2 separate regions of the Hordeum vulgare genome follow, and region 2 is linked to region 1. A link is a contact called in public Hi-C data. All regions are on one chromosome and are shown on one strand. Each heading gives the region's core, a stretch centred on a gene start, on an enhancer-like site or on the middle of the called end of the contact. The rest is flanking DNA. Distances are from core to core; before and after follow the strand shown.

Region 1 (5,493 bases), core at 737-3,236:
AAATACCGATAGTGTTGTCAAATGTTAGGACTAGAATCATGTATGAAGTAAGTATTACCTGTACAACGCCGGCAATCTTACTCTTTGTGCATTTCTTTTAATTAGAGGTAGTGAGCCACCCCAGGTTCGAGCCTTGGTGGGTTGACAGGTTGATGCTGCACCTTATCACCCGACGAGTGCTCAGTGCTGTGCTTTCCATTTGTTCATGTCAAACTTAGCATATCTGGCAGGAGATTGTTACTTTCTGTGTGCTGTTCAGAAGGTTATTATTCAGGCCTTCGGCACGTCAGTTTCCTAATGTTGATGTACAAAGCTTGCTTCTTACTGAAGCTATGAGAAACATTTTGTACTCAAGGCCATTTATAGGTAAGTTTCCTGATGTACAATGCGCAAAGCTTTTGTTCTTATAGTTTCTTATCTTTGGTAGTTAGTCATTTCAGATTGCTGTCATATAAAATTGCATCTTTTTACCTGGTGTATTTTGGGAATTTGGCGCTCCCAATTTTATTGGTGAAACTGACCACAATCAGGAAGGTGCTGCAAGTCCCGATGGTTCAAAACAATCAGGAAGGTGTTGTAAGTCCCAAAAAATACTAAACAATGCCAGAACATAATCTGTTACAATCTCCAACTCACAAGAGCCCATTTTTCCCTGTTGGTTGTGGGGTGATGATGATGATGATGATGATGATGATGATGTTCTGCTGTCTTTGCTATATCTGCCTGCAGGAACACTTGGGTCGTCTATCCTTTTAGCTTACTAGCTATTCGAGTTCGATGTAAGAACCACATGACTGCATGAGAATATGCTTCTTTTGCATATTATTACTCCCATGACATTTCAAATGTACACAGATTTGGTCGCTTTTCTTGCTTACAGAGTACTTTTATTCTCCTAAAAAAAGAGTACCTATGTTCATTGGTTGTCAATTATAGCGTCTGGACTGAATGTCTCCACTGTTGTTGGGGAAAATTTGCTACAGGACACCGTTATTTTCCGGTGTTTGCCAAAACACACCGCTTAATTGTGGCTTTGCCAGGTACCATTATAATTTTGTGGCACGTTTGTCAGAACACACTGGATGTCCCAAAACGGAAAGTTCTTCACTGAAATCTTTGAAATTGACACAATCTTTGTCTAGAACTTTCAATTCGTCCCTAATTGGATGCCAAACTTGTGTCCCATTATCGCCAAATTCAGCATACGCACACACCCGGACATTAATTCTAGTAGCTGAACTACTGTCCATCCTATGAAAATTAATAGGACATGAATTAGAGACTATACTACTATCAATTCACATTCAATCCAATTGAGAGCAATTAAGAAGGGAATTAGGGATGAATTACCTGTCAGGCACCCAGGTCAAGTTGCCGTCCATCACTGCCGGTTTCGTCGCAAGTGAGGGCGCCGGTGCGGACGGCCGGTGCGTCCTGGTCTCCTCGCGGAGCGGCACGGCTCCTGTACACGCCGTTCGCCATTGGTGCCTGGCCGGCGACGCAGGGGACAGGAACGGGAGGGTGATGCAGGACGGAGGACGGGGATGGAGAGAGATGGCGTTGAGGGGGACGGGGACGGCGAGATCAGGCGTTGATGGGGCAGCGGCAGGGCGGCCTGCGAGGTCGGGCGACGCCGCCCGCTTGGGTTCCTCCTTGCGAAATCGGCCCGTTCGTCTTAGTAGTTCCTGCCTTCGTGGGAGATGAACACTTGGAAGAAAGAAGCCTGCGTACATATCTCCAAGGGTAAGATTGTAATTTCATATGAGAAAAGTCAACCCTTCCGTTTTGGACGTACGGTGTGTTCTGGCAAACGTGGCACGAAATTATAATGGTACCTGGCAAAGCCACAATTGAGCAGTGTGTTTTGGCAAACGTCGTAAAATAACGGTGTCCTGTAGCAAATTTTACCCTGCATAGCTAGGGTGCATATAGCCAACACGAAACACACATATATAAACACACTATCAAATAACAAAGTCATGAAAGGCCAAAGTTATGCCTAAGTAAGGAAAAAGAAAAGAAAAATTGAAGCAATACAAATTACAATAACGACCATATCTGCATCAATCATATTTGGTCGCCATAAGGACACTGAAAAAGGTTCTTCAACATCAACCCTTTCATGAAGGGAATGGCGCTCAAGCGCAACCGTCATCGAATCTAATCAGATCCAACCACCAAAGGCTAGATTTTAGTTTTTTATTCTTGAAGAACAAGCCAGAGCATACCTGAGTAATACCTTTAGGAAGGGAATGACCCTCAAGGGTCAACGTCAAGATGTTTCCTCAATACCGTCAAGTATCAATTCTTGGAAGTACCATCTGCTTTTCACCTAGGATTCAAATAAAACTCACACAAGGCTATTTTTTATGGAATAATTCTTGCATTACTCAATCATAACACTAGAGTCACGCTTAACAATGTCTAGAACAGGCTTTGGACCAGATCCAAGCCACACATCAGTTCGGCCTTGTGATATACCAAAATTTGTCATACCGTGGCTAGATGATTTTTGAGTTAGGGAAATATGAGTAATACAAGGCTTTAACAAGCTCATTGTCATTATCTAAATTCCACTTTCCTTTGTTCTAGCCTCTTCCACGGGATGTGCTTGAGCTATCCACATGATCCATATTTGCACAAAAAAGAAAGAATACAAATGAGCTGGAATAAATATATGAAAGGGAACAAATGTAAATGAGATGCAATTGTAGCTTATTTAAAAAAAGAAGAAACCTAATAGGAGAATATGAACAAGTACAAATAACTTATTTGTCCACTCGTTCGAGGTTGAAATGGTGGGATAATACATAGAGGAATGATGCCACTAACTTTTTCAATGACATGTTCCTTAACCCTTGAGGCCACCGACATCTCTTACCATCTCACATAATTTCTCTTGTAAATGTCGCTAGACTCCTAGTCAGGACGAAGCCATCCACGTCGCCGCAATAACGTTATGAATAGTGTTGTCGTGCTCTCATGCCACCGCCTGTGAATTCCTTACCCCGCCGGGGCACCTTAGTAATTTCACGTATAGGAGTATAAAAGTCAGCCGCTCCCGTGGAGGAACCCATCGCCCGCTCCCGCACTCTCCTCCCCCTGCTGCCCACTCTTCTCTTCGCCGCCCCCTCCCGTGAAAACCCTAGCCGCCGCCGCCGCCGCCGCCCGCCGCCGTCGCGGATGTCTCTCCCACCCCCCTCGTCATCCCCACCGACATGTCGGAGTTCGTGGCCGGCCGTCGCACGACGTCAGGCTGTGGCGCGGTTGGTCGAGGCGGAGATGCCATCGCGCGGGGTCGTCGTCGAGCGGGCCGTGAGGAGAGGGAGTAGAGGGAGGGAAGAGTGGGAGGCGCGAGGATGGAGTTGGGACTCGCCAGCCATGCGGTGCTAGCGGTGGAGGACTCCAGATCCCTTGTCTCCCCGGGTGCCTTGCTCGTCATCGACCTCCCCGGGTGCTTCTCTCCCCAAATGGTGCCTACATGCCCAAGCGTCGGCGAAGAAGATGAGAGGGAGAGAGAGAAGGAAGGAGAGGAGGGAGAAAGAGAGGAAAGAGGAGAGGGAGGTGCTCCGGAAAGAGGAGAGGGAGGTGCTCCGGTCCCTCGAGGCGCCGCCCCCAGGAGCTCTCAACGCCTCCCGAGGACCTCCTTTCCTTCAGTGCCCCGAGTAATGCTTGATCTCATATGTCCATGCAGATGCTGAGCAGAGGGCCAAACCTCAAGGTGAGATTCTTCAACCTAAAAATGTGGCTTCTATTTCCATGAAAGCATTCACATCTGAATCTTTTTTTTGCCCCCCCCCCCCCCCCCACCTTATTGACTTGATTCAATTTTGATTCTGCAGTGTGGATATGGTTGCCATTTATCAGCGATGATAATGTATTTGTTTCCAGGGATGCAGCAACAAGCACAAATAACTTTGCTCGCATGCTTTCATCTTTTTGTTATTCTCTGTACATTTGTTCCAGAAAAAAAATCCCTCTATACACGGCTTAAGGTGGAGGCTCACACGCTCAGTGCAGGTTGTCAAAGCCCTCTTTTATTGTTGTGCTATTGGTCAGCTTGCAGGGTGCAGCAGCCTGGAGAGATGGTCGATGGCACACCTGTGAAGCAGCACCTATGAAGCAACAATAAACACGTCTGATGCCAACATGCCAAGATGAGCTTCTCGCCCAATCCCTCTTTCTGTATATATGCAAGCTTGTGTGATGTTCTCTTTCTGTATATATGCAAGCTTGTGTGATGTGCTCTGCTTCCCCTTACTTTTCCAGTTAATGGATCTCTCACTGAACAGAGCATGTTCTTTAGGTTGACGGCATAAATAATATAGCTAAATTATCTTCATCATAATAATATAATTGTTGGCACTGTCAATGATCCATTAGACAACCCTATGGAATATTTCTATATTTTTGTGCACCAAGGGATTTTCAGGGATTTCAAGGAATATAATGATTTGTTGTTGTTTTCTTAGTTAGCGGCTTTAGTTCTTGATTATCTTTTTCCGAACCCTGTTAAGATGGAAATATACGTTGATGCTGCCACTGGCTCATACCGTTGCTTCCTAAGTCATCCAAGGTGATAACTGAATTCTTCTATACCACATAGCAGATTCAGGAGTCCTCCTCTCCCCCTCTCACTCATCTCTTTTGATTTAGCCTCCTCAAATCCTTCTCTTGCTATGTGAAATTCTCTTTTATCCATGCCTACATGGCGTTTGACAGAACTCCTATCAGGATTTTGATAGTAGAATGTGGTATCGGGCTGGTGTTGCGGTTCATCCAGCTTCAAGGGAAAATATCGTGCATAAATGTGTACTATTCATTATTCAGGTCAAATGAGTGATACTATCATTTTTGTATCGGCTTCCAGCGAGGATGATTTTTATGTGCACGGTCACGATGTCGACTCATGTCTAATCCTGAAGGTGAATCTATTTGTTTGCAATTTAGATGTTATATCAGTATGCAAGTGAATTTGTGGCTAATACCAGAATTGGTATTTTTTTCATGTTTGTCTTCCTTTCAACCTGATGCATGTGCATAATGCTCGTTGATGACTATTCCTTGTTTTTTTTATCACATGTACGCCATGGTTATCCGGAATTATTTTATTGCTATTGCTAATGTCATGTTACGGTCTTTCAATGGATGTTGGGGCTATCTACTACACCCACCGTAGAGGAGGCATCGGCCTAGATACTGATTGAGTTTTATCCATCTGTTAACCACCTACCTGAAAATGGTATGAAAAGATCTATGGCTAATTGTTCAGACACTGGAGTAGAAAAGGCTTTAATTTGGTCTCAATTTTATTCTATTATGCTTAGATATCAAGTTTATAGCATGTGAATTCTAAACAGCAGCAACTAAATGATGTGCTCAATCACTGCCTATCTACTCCTTAACTACATATGTTCTAATTTTGTGAATGCTTGAAAAATGATGAAATCCTATTTTACCGAGAAACAGAGCAAAAATGTATATATAGTGCAT
Region 2 (5,557 bases), core at 2,744-5,243, 140 kb after region 1:
CCATGTGTTTTGCTGTACATGCAGGTCCCGATGATTTCTCGTAGCATGTACAAAACTAATACCATTGTTTGGTGTAACCATGTTGAAGATTTACACTTTGTGCATGCATGCAGTCAGACTTTAAATTAGAATGTGCTTTACTATTACGTATTGCGGACTTTTTCTTTGAGAGGTCCCACACAGGCATATGTGTCTACATATCGAATGGAATCGAGGAAGTTATAATGATGGTTTCTACAAATAGCTTACTAGACGTAATGGTTGAACCCCATCGCAACAGCACCCTGCCCTCCCCCTCCTAGCATCGCTGCTACCACGATGTGCCCTCCCTCTCACTAGTGTTGCTACAGCGAGTCCCTAGTCAAACGGCGATTGGCATCGTTTATCTCATGGCCTTGCAGATCTGCCACACTGTGGTCACGCTCATCGTCATTCGTCGTACCACCTCACGGGAACGTGCGCTGCTGAGTTTGGACACCACAAGTACGCCCGTGCCACCGCAAGGTCCGTAATAAGATTGCTACCAGGGAGTAGAAGGGAGGATATGCAGATCATGAGGGTCCCCCACTCCTTCATCCCCAGGTATTTACATCACATAATTGTTGGGTTCGGTTCTGTAGTCAAATGATGGCATATGATTGGCCGTGTAGCATCATCATAACTGTGCCTTTCTTGTTTGATGTAGTGGTATACTGGTAGTGGAATCGCTATACACAGAAGAACCAAGGCATCTCTGACTATAAAAGCTGATGAGTTGTAGCTGCAAATTTTGAATTCCTTCTCATTTAGAGCTTCAGCTTACGCTCTTCTAATTTGCAACAATTTTCCTCATCTAATGACACTCAATTTTTCTTGCATGACTATGGACTAGGCTGATAACATATTCATGAAAATACTTGAGAATGCATCGGCATTCCAAGCTTCAGAAGGTCCACTCTCTAGCGCAATAAAGCTGGACTGTTTGCTTACCGTACTTTAACCTATCCTCATATGATTTTGGTTATATTTTTTTTCCTTTCTTCCAATTGTTCCAATGGGATGTACTTAGCAGGATCGAGAGTAGAGTGTCGCATGGTGGAAGCAAGTTAGTTGGTAAGAACTGACTCTTATTAAGCTCACTTAATATATATCCTGTTTATAAGAATTTTAACTTACATTCATCTTATGATTGTGTGTGCAAGTTTGATTCTATAATTAATCTAACTAATGGCAAGAAAAAGTGACGTGTGCTAGAGGTGAACTATTTATTGTCTTCTAGTGAGCACTTCAGTTAACATAGTGTTATCTGAAATAATTAGAAACCATTCATGTGTTTGTAACACGGGTAGAATGTGGACTGCTAGGAGCTGTGATTAAACAAATCATGGAGAATGGATGGAATTTACATGTAACGAGATTTCAGGAAGAAATAACATATTTTATGGCATGTATAAATAATAATAAAAATATCCCGTGAATAGTCATAAACAAGCATCAAAAATTGCTTTTTTTACCCAAACCACATAAAATGTCCTTTTACACCGAAACTTTATATACGAACATACAATGTTCGGGTGAACACACAAGATTTTTTTTATTTTTATTTTTTTACTTTTTAAAATGTGTATTTAGATAATAGGTGCATCTGCAACTTTTTTTGTAATTTTTTAGCGTCCATATTAGGTGAACTCCTAAGGATACTCACAGCCTTGCTAGCTACCCAGTCTTGCGATGGCGTTATGGTCTTCACCCTGCTGCTTGAAACACAATCATGTTGATCAACTAAAACTGTGACCTGCACATACAGAATTTAAAAATGGAGGAAAGTTATATAGTAAATACACATAAACAGAGATACAAAAATTAAATGATGAATGGATGTTATATAGTTAGCCATATATCATCTTTACAGTACTTTTATCATCCTGTAGGCTGCCAACAATCCTCCAAGGACAATCCTCACTTGACTTGCAAAACCCTCTAAATCTCTTCTTATCCGACTTCTTCGTGCCTAGATCAAACTCCTCATTGATGGCAAATTGCCTCACTGCTAACCTGAATTCCTTCATTGATGGATACATTGTTCCAAGGTCCATTTTTGGGTGGTCTTTATCATACGTAATCACTACCTCATTTGGTATGACATCACTAACAGGAATGGCAGCACCATCATTATCAGTACTTTGCTCAACCATTCTACGACCCTTTGGTTCACTCTTATATTTTTTCTCTTCCTCATCCTGCAAGCCCAAAATATCACATAACTGATCATCACTCAGTAGTTCAATTCTATCTTCGTCATCATGTGTCTCCACTATCTGCAAGTTATCCCAATCAACTTCTGAAAAAGGTGTTGCCTCAAACTATAACGGATCATCAATACTACTCCCCAACACGACCTCTGCTTCATGCCTACTTGAAACAATTCAGAAATCATGAACACAAGTTTGGGTTAGCGGTACATTATAGATGTGATTAGAAATTATCAAATACAAACAGTACACTACAGATGTAAATTGGCAGCCCTGGGACAATAAACAGTATGAGAACAGTTTACATCTTTTTCTTCATATTGATAGATGTAAGCAGTATACTACATATGTAAACTGTTTGTATGCAGATGTAAATTGTTTGTATTTATACCGTCCTTTTCATCTCTGAAAACTGCAGAAACTTAAACCGATCCTGGGACACATTGACAGTCCTTTTCATCTCTGAAAACTGTAGAAAGTGAAAGAATAGCAGCATTATACCGTTCAGAATCCATGAATAAGGCGTCGACGAGATCGATGGCAGACGACGTTGACGAGAGCATCGACGAGATCAGCGGCAGACGACGTTGACGAGAGCGTCGACGAGATCAACGGCAGACAACATTGACGAGAGCGTCGACGAGATCAGCGTCACGACGTTGACGAGATCGGCGGCGCACGATGTTGAAGAGATCGGCGGCCGCTGCATATAGGCGATTGGTGGCGCCAGCATACACGTATTCTGGGTAGCAGATGCGCGTTGTATCAATTCGGAGATCTCATACGTGAACATATAATCAGGGATAGTTTGGTATTTTCCTGTGTTTATAAATGTAAAAAAATAAAAAAAAATCACTAAAAGGAGGGAAGTGGTATGGTAATCAAGGAGCCAACGATCAGAGTGACAATTTTGCAAAGCCAACGTTGAAAGTGGCAATTTTGCGAAATCATGTATTGAAAATGGCAAATAACCAATTTTCTTCTTATTAGCCAAAGTAATCTTCTCTTTGATATCGAACCTAAATATTGTCCAAAAGAAACAAATGGAATCAATGGCGCTCCGAGTTGGCGCTGAGGATTACTATGCTGGTCGCGGAGACATCAAAGGTAGCATTCCTCACATCGACGAGGCGTGACTTTCTGAAGATGGAGGCGACGACGTTCAGGTCGACGCGCCGGTCGACAGCAACCGCGATCGCGCCGCCACGGCGGACGGTGCGCTCGATCTCAGACGCGAACCTGGACGGGAAGAGCGCGCCGGTGAAGGCCGCCGGGTCGCTGGAGAGGACGAGGTCGAAGGCGTCGTCGAAGAACGGGAGGTTGTGCGGGTCCGCACGGCGGACGAGGGGAGGGAAGTCAACGAGATCAACGCCGGTGACGTCCCCCACGCCGGCCACGCGGAGCGCGTCGACCGCTTGCCCCGCTCCGGCGGCGAGGCAGAGAACTCGGGAGGACCTACCGAGGAGGCGCAGCCGGCGGAGCGGATCGATGACGGACGCGGAGAGGGCCGCGTTGTGCCGCTTCCAGCGCGGGGAGGACCGGAGCTTGGCCAGGCGGGTGTCGGGGTCCACCACGCGGCGGGACGCGGCGTCGCAGGAGGTGCGGGGCAAGGGCGCCGTCGACAGCGAGAGGGAGGAATGGGCGAGCGAGCCGCCGAAGCAGGAGGCGGACGGGGAGCGGAACAGGTGCAGCAGGGCGGCGGTGGCCACGGCCGCCAGGGCGATCGCCACGCGGTTCAGCAGCCGCCGGACGTGCCTGTCCATTGCCGGCGCGGGTCGGTGGAGCCAGCGCCACCTCCGGGCTCCGGGTAATGGACCGGTATGTGCGTCCGAGGCTTTCTTCGTCGTGTTGGGCTGGGCTGGGCTGGGCTAACATTTTTACGGCCTAGTTAAGAAAGCAGGTGTATCGATGAGCCGGCAAAACCCTCCTTTGCCTATTCCCCACTCCTCTCGCCCCAAACCCCCACCGTACGCCGCCTTCACATGACCACCCCCGCCGCCGCTGCCGCCGCCGCCGCTACCGCCGCCTCCACCCGGGCGAACAGCCTCTCCCGTATCTTCTCCTCCTCCTCGCCAGTCATAAGCCCACCCAAGCGCAGTCCCAAGACCAAACGCGCGCCGACGCCGACGCCGACGCCGAAACCGCCCGCCGCCGATGCCGGCTCCATCGCGGACGAGAAGCCCCCGAAGCCCGTCGGCGCACAGCCCGCCGCCAAAGCTGAGTCCAACGCCAAGCACAAGCTCCCGAAGCCCCTTGGCATCATCCTCAAGGCCCTCATCCGGCAGCGCGACCCTGATAAGCTGGTCTCTGACTTCGTCCAAGCGTCAACCGTGTCGTCGCGCTTCCGCGACCGGCACCGCGTGTTCGAGGTGGCGGTGAGCCGGCTCAATTCCCTCGGCCGCCAAGACGGCATCGAGGCCATCATCGAAGCGCAGATGCCCTTCCTCGAGACCTCAGCCGAGGGATTCGCCGCGCGCCTCATCCGCCTCTACGGCCGTGCCTCCATGCCATCCCACGCGGCCGCAACCTTCCATAAGCTTCCAGCGCAGCATAAATCCACCATGACCTTCAACTCCGTTCTTTCCGCGTACGCCGATGCCGGAGATTTTGACGGGCTCACTGCTGCATTCCAGGAGATCCCAGCCACCCACCCCTCGATTGTTCCCACCGTATACTCTTACAACGTACTCATCCACGCATTGTGCCAGAAGCCCGACATCTCAGCTGCTCTCGACGCTGTCCATCTCATGGAGAAGCACGGTATTCCACCTGACATTATTACCTTCAACACGCTATTGAATGGGTTTTGCAACAATGGCCGCGTGCATGAAGCAGAGACAGTATGGGAGATGATCAAGGAGAGGAATTTAGAGCCAGACGCCAAGTGCTACAATGCCAAGCTGCGGGGTTTGGTTGCAGAAGGGAGGATTGATGATGCAGCTGCTGTGCTTGAGAGGTTGGAGAAGGACGGACCAAAACCTGATACAGTATCCTACAATGAGTTGATTCGAGGATATTGCAAAGCCGGGAGGTTACAGGAGGCCAAGAAGCTGTATGATGATTTGGTAAAAAATGAGTGCACCCCAAATAAGGGAACATATGAGACTCTCCTGCCACAGCTTCTGCAGGCTGGAGAGCTGGATTGTGCATTGACGTACTGTTATAAAATCTTTAGTGATAAAAGGAACCTTAGAGTGGAGTGTGGTGTGCTGCAGGATGTAGTGAATGCTTTGGTAGATGTATCAAGGGTGGAGGAGGCTGCCAAGATTGTTGTGCTCGGGCGGAAGAAGTACTACCCCCGAAAGGGTTTGAGGATGCCTGATAGG

The links. A called contact is a pair of places that touch in the nucleus more often than the background predicts.
Region 2: a contact with region 1 is called in a Hi-C map of seedling, with 2.5 times the contacts expected there. The contact joins the promoter of LOC123440344 here to the promoter of LOC123444592 in region 1. A contact is called at or near these places in 2 of 6 Hi-C or Micro-C datasets (leaf and seedling) and 1 of 1 datasets of contacts at active chromatin or transcription factors (embryo).

What each region holds. Positions count from the first base shown.
Region 1 is chr3H:512,929,926-512,935,418 of MorexV3_pseudomolecules_assembly, forward strand. LOC123444592 reads right to left here and starts at 1,987. Exons shown (of 2, transcript XM_045121372.1): 1 at 1,351-1,987; 2 at 1-1,251. The coding sequence starts at 1,733. The coding sequence ends at 1,047. LOC123444593 (a long non-coding RNA gene) reads left to right here and starts at 3,090. Exons shown (of 4, transcript XR_006631009.1): 1 at 3,090-3,721; 2 at 3,843-4,925.
Region 2 is chr3H:513,072,831-513,078,387 of MorexV3_pseudomolecules_assembly, forward strand. It overlaps LOC123440344, which reads right to left and starts at 3,994. Exons shown (of 1, transcript XM_045116916.1): 1 at 3,131-3,994. The coding sequence starts at 3,994. The coding sequence ends at 3,281. LOC123444594 (pentatricopeptide repeat-containing protein At3g13160, mitochondrial-like) reads left to right here and starts at 4,190. Exons shown (of 1, transcript XM_045121373.1): 1 at 4,190-5,557. The coding sequence starts at 4,214.